2 separate regions of the Triticum aestivum genome follow, and region 2 is linked to region 1. The links are chromatin contacts, called in public Hi-C maps. All regions are on one chromosome and are shown on one strand. Each heading gives the region's core, a stretch centred on a gene start, on an enhancer-like site or on the middle of the called end of the contact. The rest is flanking DNA. Distances are from core to core; before and after follow the strand shown. Region 1 has its middle 500 kb from the start of LOC123130565. Region 2 has its middle 65 kb from the start of LOC123130565.

The links. Hi-C and Micro-C count contacts between places; a contact is called where the count stands out from the background.
Region 2: a Hi-C map of leaf shows a contact between it and region 1, with 6 times the contacts expected there. The contact joins two enhancer-like sites. A contact is called at or near these places in 2 of 5 Hi-C or Micro-C datasets (both in leaf).

What each region holds. Positions count from the first base shown.
Region 1 is chr6A:209,752,049-209,755,746 of IWGSC CS RefSeq v2.1, forward strand. No RefSeq gene overlaps it. Among protein-coding and RNA genes, the nearest start is that of LOC123130565, 500 kb to the right of the region's middle. Within about 2 kb of position 1,718, at least 4 of the 8 cell types and tissues checked have an H3K27ac peak or open chromatin away from gene starts, as enhancers often do. A contact at or near this core is called in leaf, where this site is marked.
Region 2 is chr6A:210,315,402-210,319,099 of IWGSC CS RefSeq v2.1, forward strand. No RefSeq gene overlaps it. Among protein-coding and RNA genes, the nearest start is that of LOC123130565, 65 kb to the left of the region's middle. Within about 2 kb of position 1,795, at least 8 of the 8 cell types and tissues checked have an H3K27ac peak or open chromatin away from gene starts, as enhancers often do. A contact at or near this core is called in leaf, where this site is marked.

The sequences.
Region 1 (3,698 bases), core at 468-2,967:
ACCTGATAAAATATCGTAGAAGAAGAAATAGATGCGTGCTGCCCTGCGCTGTTTCTCGCTCCTTGCTAGACGGAGCACCGTCTCTCCTCTCGTGAGGGAGCTACTAGCACAGCCCGTTACAGTAGCAACGACGCCAGTTCTTTTTACATTGTTTAGAAAAAATAAAAAAAAAGGAAAAAGAAAACGGAAAAAATGAACAGATAATATACGTGTACCTTCATGATTTTGGGTAGGCCCAATTAGGGCGTCTTGAGGCAAGACTAGCTTGTGTCACGCTGCGAACGAGACACAGACCCACCCCCGTTCACTCTAAAGAGAGAAAATCTACTGAAAAGACCACTCGGTTTTATTATCAAAGTATAAAATGTTAAATACAACTAAATATGTTCATAAAATTTTAAAAAAATATTCATTTGTTTTATAAATTCAGAAAAATTTACAAATATTTATGTATACCTTCTGATATTTTTAGAAAACACAAAATTATTAGAGCATTTTTAAAATATTAGATTTTCAAAAATATATATTAAAGTATTTGCATGGGGGTCGTCGCTCGTGGAGTGCACATAAGGGATAGACATGCAATTGTTGGTAATTTTGCAAAAAGAAAACTAGATAAATGTAGAACCACACCCCTAGTTGCGCGCATGTTATGCCCCCTTGCAATTGCACCCGAGGTGCAGTACATGCAATTGTGTGTGAGGGGTAGATGTGCAACAAGTGATAATTTTGCAAAACAATTATTAAAAAAAAAAGTAAAACCGCACCACCTAGTTGTGTGCGCGCTATGCCCCTTACAAATGAACCCGAATTGCAGTATATGTAGTGCACGTGAGGGCCAACTTATTGGTGTACTGATCCAGAGAGAATGGACCGGCGAGGAAGTTCGGCTGTTCTGCCATGTGCACGTGAGAGCCAACTTGTAATCGTAATGGTATATGTAAAGAAAAAAAATGAATGGAATGAAAAATATTTCAAAGGCGACATATGTATCACAGGGAAAGAAAAGGTTAGCAAAAAAGACTACAACAATTTGTGATGGGAATACGATGGCATGAACTTGTGGAGCAGCAGAACAGGACAAAATGATCAAATGACATCAGGTCGACCAAAATAATTCCATGATAGAAAAATAAATAGAGAAAAAAGACGATCAAAAGATTGAAAGGAAAAACACATATGACACGAAAGAGAGGAGTACTGAAACCTCTGATTAGAGCAAGTGAATGGACGGCTCAAATAGAGTTGGACAATAAAGAAAGTATCGAACCGAACGAGATGATGCACCGCACGCACATGAACAGCGACGTAGAATAACAGTTGAACAGAGTATATTTGTCTCATATTGAGTGCGTTTCAAATTTGCATCCAGTTTTCAGTCAATTTCCGCCGGCACAGTTTTTCGGATCACAACAAGATTAAGAGCTCTAGGAGAATATGCTGATGCATGCCCCCCCGCACCTGCTGGCACCCTTGCGAAGTTTAGAAGGTCATGATTTGGGAAATATTAAAGAAGCGACTTTGATCCTCTCTCGGAGAAAAAAAAGTGATTTTGACGTTTCACTAAAAAGGCATTTTGGCATTACTCCTGCGTCAAACAGGTGGTGCTTATAATCTACTGTGCCATTTTCGTGGAGGCCATCAGGCATGTGATCTTCGCCAGAAAAAAGTCGATCATGGTGGAAACTTCTTGGTATGGTCTGAGCTGCAGCTCGGAAGCAGCAACACGACACACAAATCCTGCTCTTGTCGATCTCCGGGCCCTTCTAGAAGCTCGTAGCTCGAAGTGCACGTAACGAAAATCTTTAAAGGTCCCCGCACGAAAACCGAGTGAAGTTTCTTTCTCCTTCTCCAGGTGCCCGGCCCGAGCTTCCTCCAGCGCCATGCCACGGCAGCAGCACAGAGCACACGTGCACTTGAGTTTCGGATAAGCTCGGGCACGGCCGACGGTGGAAATGCGGAAATATCACTCGTAGTCGTAGAGCATAAACGAGTTTAGCCTATGCAATCCCAGCCAAGACCGAAAACCACGTGCCGAATTCGGTGCATTTCCCCGAGTCGCTGCTCGACGACGGACAGAGGTGACTTGCGCGTTCGCATCGCATATCTCACGGGTCGACGCCCGGTGCCGTACCCGTACTCGACCGACCGACCGGTCCTGACGACGACGACACACGCGCGGAGGCAGGACAGTTGCGTCGCGGCTGAATCCTTGCCGCGAACACCTGGGCGATCGGGTTCCGTACGCTCCACGTGGACTATGCCCGGCCGGCCAGATGGCGCTCCGGGGCTAGCCCGCTCCGGCCGGCGACAGGTGTCTCCCCGACGGCGACGGCTCTCGACGGCCCTCGTATCGCACTCGCCGCGGCGGGAGCGGGACGGTCGAAAAGGGGGCGAGCGATCGTGATCGAGCACGTACAGTTGTTGCGTACGCACGTTAGACGGGACAGACATTTTGGGGGCGGCGCGTTGGCCGCGTGTTTCGCCGGTTTCGGATGTGGTGGTCGTCGCTCGCTTGCGTCGTCGGAGCGGATGGGTGCCAAGTCACGCTGCTGCTACGTGCAGCTAGCGACGATGGTGCTCACTTTCAAGATCGAGGAACGAAGCTGGGCCGAACCTTCCTTCCGCTGTCCCTTTCTCCGGATCTCTTGGCTGCTGGCTGTGGAGTGCAGGAGTACGTACGCAGCTGCTAGTGGCCTCCCTTTTTCTTTCTTGTTTCTTCTTTCTCTCTCTAGGAAAAATAACGAGGGGGGCGTCCGTGTAGTTTCATGCCTGCCAGCATACACCAAAGGGTTGTTTACTTTAAATATTTTGATTGACCGGCTCCGGTGAGTCTAGATTAAAGGCCGTGTCGGCAAAGTTTGGGCTTGGTTCCATGTGCGTCTAGTTGTGTTTGAGACTTTTTTGTTGAGCTCGGTTTGGCCATACCCCGAATGACGTCGTCTTGCACTGCACTTAATTAGCGTCCTAATTAACGCACTGGCTAATTGGTTCTTCATCGTCTCACAAGGACAGATTACAAAGTCAAAAACCACAAAGAGGCAGGCAAAGGAAGACCATTAGACGAGAAGTGGCCTTGACAGGTACAAACGGGATAAAGTACCGTGCCTTTTCTTGTTCTATAATGATGATGTATGGGTACGTAGTGTACCACTAGCCTTGGCAGGCGTTTACATTAGACAAGAAGCGACTCCAACGCAGATCATCAAACGTGTTACCAAATGTTTACAGGTACGTTGTGTCTACGAACAAGGATAGAGCTCATTCAACCGCAGACACTAGTGGTACATAGTGTACCACTAGCTTTGCAGGCGTTTATATTAGATGATTGAAACTTCAGGTACGAATCATCAAAACGGAAGTGACTAAACGTTTATGAACAAGGATAGGACGGAGGCCATTCAACCACAGATACCAAATGCCCGCCCCTTTCTCTAAAAGAAAGTTAAAACAAACCAAATGTTCATCAATAATCACTTTGACAAATATACCTAGATCAATAGCAATTCAACAATACATTTAAATTAAAAAACACTCCTCGAAACATGTTCAACAATCCAAAAGATCTTCAACAAGCTTTTAAAATTCATCGATCCCGAAAGCGGCCTTATCTCAAGTTTCTTTTGTTCGAGTTTGAACTTCTTCACAAGCATTGGATGCTTTGTCTGTTGAGCTTCATCCAACAATGCATCATTGTA
Region 2 (3,698 bases), core at 545-3,044, 560 kb after region 1:
GGGTAGTATGTTCAATTGAATGTGTGTATTGATTAACAAAAAAAGTAAATATATGTTGAAGTTTGACTGTATTAGAAAATAAAGTCTACAAAGCAAACCTCCGTTGTCTGGAGAGTCTTTTGCTAGATGTGAATGAAACCTACATGCTATACATGCAAAAATGTTACTGAACGAAGTGACTACCGTGAGTTTTTTTCAAGGGCCTGGCTCACTTCCAGTAAGGCATAGCTGTAAAAAAGCCATAATGGCATTAAAAAAGGTATAGCTGTAAAAATGTACAAAACAAAAGTACAGATAACTTCCATCCTGTAATAATGAATATATTTTTCTCTGAATAGTAGAATGTGAATACCAATGCTAACAAAACTGAACCTGGAAAAAAATTGGAGTGAATTGGGTCATGCCGATAGGCTTAGGGAGCGACTACCCTGTCGCATTTCCCCAGAACCTCATCTTGCTCTCCATGCTCTCCCCTTCTTCCTTACTCCTTACACCAATGCCGCTACTTAGTTTCCTCCCACTTCTCTATCGCTCTTTTTGCACCACCACTGCCACGCCTCTTTCTTCTCTGCTGTTGGTGGTGGCACAACCATCACCGTCGCTTTTGGAACTCCACTTAATTATTAAGTATACCATGAGTAATGCATTGTCCCAGATTGAGATTGATCATTTTGTTGCATTGACAAAATAATCTGTATTTGGGATATTTAAAAAAATAGCAGCTGTAAAGATATTTTGTGCAACAGCAGCGATAGAATTCTGATTGATCACCTTGGCATCCCCATATGAGTTGCCTCCTCCGACCATGATGACACCACGCCGCCGCTAAATTATAAGCTAGCTTTACCCCATGGTGTTCACCTTGTGAGAGTTTAACCATCTTCTAGGCCTCATCGGTGAGGGGATGGTATTCGGCGGTCACCTTTAGGCAATTTTATCAGATGGCTAATAATATGCCAATTGAACCACACACAGATGAAAAATCCCATATATCTGTCCAGATATGAGGGCTGATGGCATCCCTGATGATCACTAACAAGAATGGAATATTCCAAACGGAAACTGAAGGGATCAAGATTTAACAGAAGATCAAACCTGATAATGTAGCATGCAGCGGCTGGAGACTCCTGACACACGCCTCCGCTGCTGGTCAACCACGGGTCAGCAGCGCCGGTGCGTGCCGACGGAAGGGATGAAGAGACCGACGAGACAATGTACATGTGCAGAGAAGCTCCGGCGGAAGGAGCCGCACATAATTGCCAGGCGGAGGATTGGATTCGGACAGCTGGTTGCCATGGCTTCCTTTCATACGTGACGGTGGAGGGTAAGATGGGATCCGCACCGCCCCCCGCCGCTGCCTCCTTCAATCCATGACGGTAGAGTGGCTCGGACGGTCGTCGCCCGGGGGCTCGGGCTATGGCCAACCTAGAGAGGGAGGGCGCCGCGCGGTCGCGAGGAGAGGAGAGAGCCGGGTCGTTCAGGTTTGTGCCAAAGAGATCTGGAGATGAGATGGACAGGTCGGGGAGAAGGTGGAGAACGTGTGGGTTATCTCGATTTTTTCGCTACCATGGAACGTGGGGTTCTATTTCCTGCGATTTTTGTCGAATAAGGTGGAGGTAGCGAAGGCGAGGTCGAACCATCGATCGAGGTTGAACCATCACGACGTTCGATCCTTCTTTAATAATAGAGATGTTTACCGCTGTTACTAAACACAAACAACAAGTAGCTTGTGTGGTTGGCTGCACCTGCACGCTAACGGGAGGTGGTGAGTTCGAAGCTTGCAGAGACCAATGTTTTTTTTCCTTCTTTTGCGAGCCTTTTGGGTTCACTGGTGTGCGTGTTTCGTGGGCCGGCCCAGCGCGGGGCGCTGCAGGCGCCAGGACCGCGAATCTCCCGAGCCGAGCATGTGTAGTGAAAATGTGAGATAAAGAGGTAATGGGCTGACGGTCGCGAGCGTCAGGCTGTTGAGCCTTCGCTGAACAGCACCGCGAACGGGCCGGCCCAGTTAGAGCTACCAAAATCAACGAGCGTACAAAAAAGTCACCAGGAAACTGTTGCGCAAGCAAGAGAACTGGAACTCGTGAATTACGACTAGTGTATAGCTCTTCCAAACCAATAGACCTGACGTGTTCTAGTAATAGATTTCCGGCGCACGACTATAAGAACAAAATTACATCGCCTGATCAATTGAAAATTCGTTTCTCTTTTCAAACTTTTCAACATTTCTTGGGGAAAATGAAAAGAATCTTATTTTTTAAATAGAGTTTGAAATCGTGATTGTTTTTTCTAAATTTGATCAAACTTTTAAAAACGTCAACATTTATTCAAAACATGAACAATAAATCAAATTTCAAATGATGAACAATTTATAAATATACATTGGACATTTTGTGATATACGCTGAACAATTTTGAAATACACACTAAGCATTTTATAATATACGCTGAACAAGTATTTAAATACACATTGAACATTTTGGTGACATACGCTGAACAATGTTCAAATACTGATTGAACATTTTGTGAATATGTGTTGTACAATTTTAAAGTACACAATGAACATTTTCTTAAGTATACGATGAACATTTTCTTAAGTATACTCGTGAATTACGACTAGTGTATAGCTCTTCCAAACCAATAGACCTGACGTGTTCTAGTAATAGATTTCCGGCGCACGACTATAAGAACAAAATTACATCGCCTGATCAATTGAAAATTCGTTTCTCTTTTCAAACTTTTCAACATTTCTTGGGGAAAATGAAAAGAATCTTATTTTTTAAATAGAGTTTGAAATCGTGATTGTTTTTTCTAAATTTGATCAAACTTTTAAAAACGTCAACATTTATTCAAAACATGAACAATAAATCAAATTTCAAATGATGAACAATTTATAAATATACATTGGACATTTTGTGATATACGCTGAACAATTTTGAAATACACACTAAGCATTTTATAATATACGCTGAACAAGTATTTAAATACACATTGAACATTTTGGTGACATACGCTGAACAATGTTCAAATACTGATTGAACATTTTGTGAATATGTGTTGTACAATTTTAAAGTACACAATGAACATTTTCTTAAGTATACGATGAACATTTTGATATATAAATATGCAATGGAATGTGTATAATACACGAAAAAGAAACACAAAGAAAAAAATAAATACGAAGAAAAGAAAAGAAATACAAACAGAAAAAAAGAAATGAAAGGAACAGGAAAAATAAGAAAAAGCATCGCGACCGTGGGCCGGCCCAAATAGGGGGTCTGGTGTCCAGGCTTCAGCGGAGCCACCTCCTTTTGACGCCTGCGGGCGTCAAATAGGATCTGCCCGACTCCCATTGTAATGACCAGGCGAAAGGAGAGCTTCTATTGGGACGTCCACTGCATCCAATATAGCATGCACCGCGTAGGGGACCATGGCTCGGCTGGCCCACTAACATAGAATCGAAGCGAGTTGAGCACAACAACGCGATGCCAAAAATCCTAAAAGAGGGCGCTTGCTAGAACTCGAACTTGCGACCACAAGAACTGACCGCATGCACCACTCGAATTGATGGTTGCTGGTGACTAGCATGTAGCACGAATCTTTAAGGATAGACAACAACAACAGAGTCAAAATCATTTATTGTAAAGTTTCAAACATTTCTTGGAAACCATGAACAATTTTGAAAACATAATTTGTTTTCCG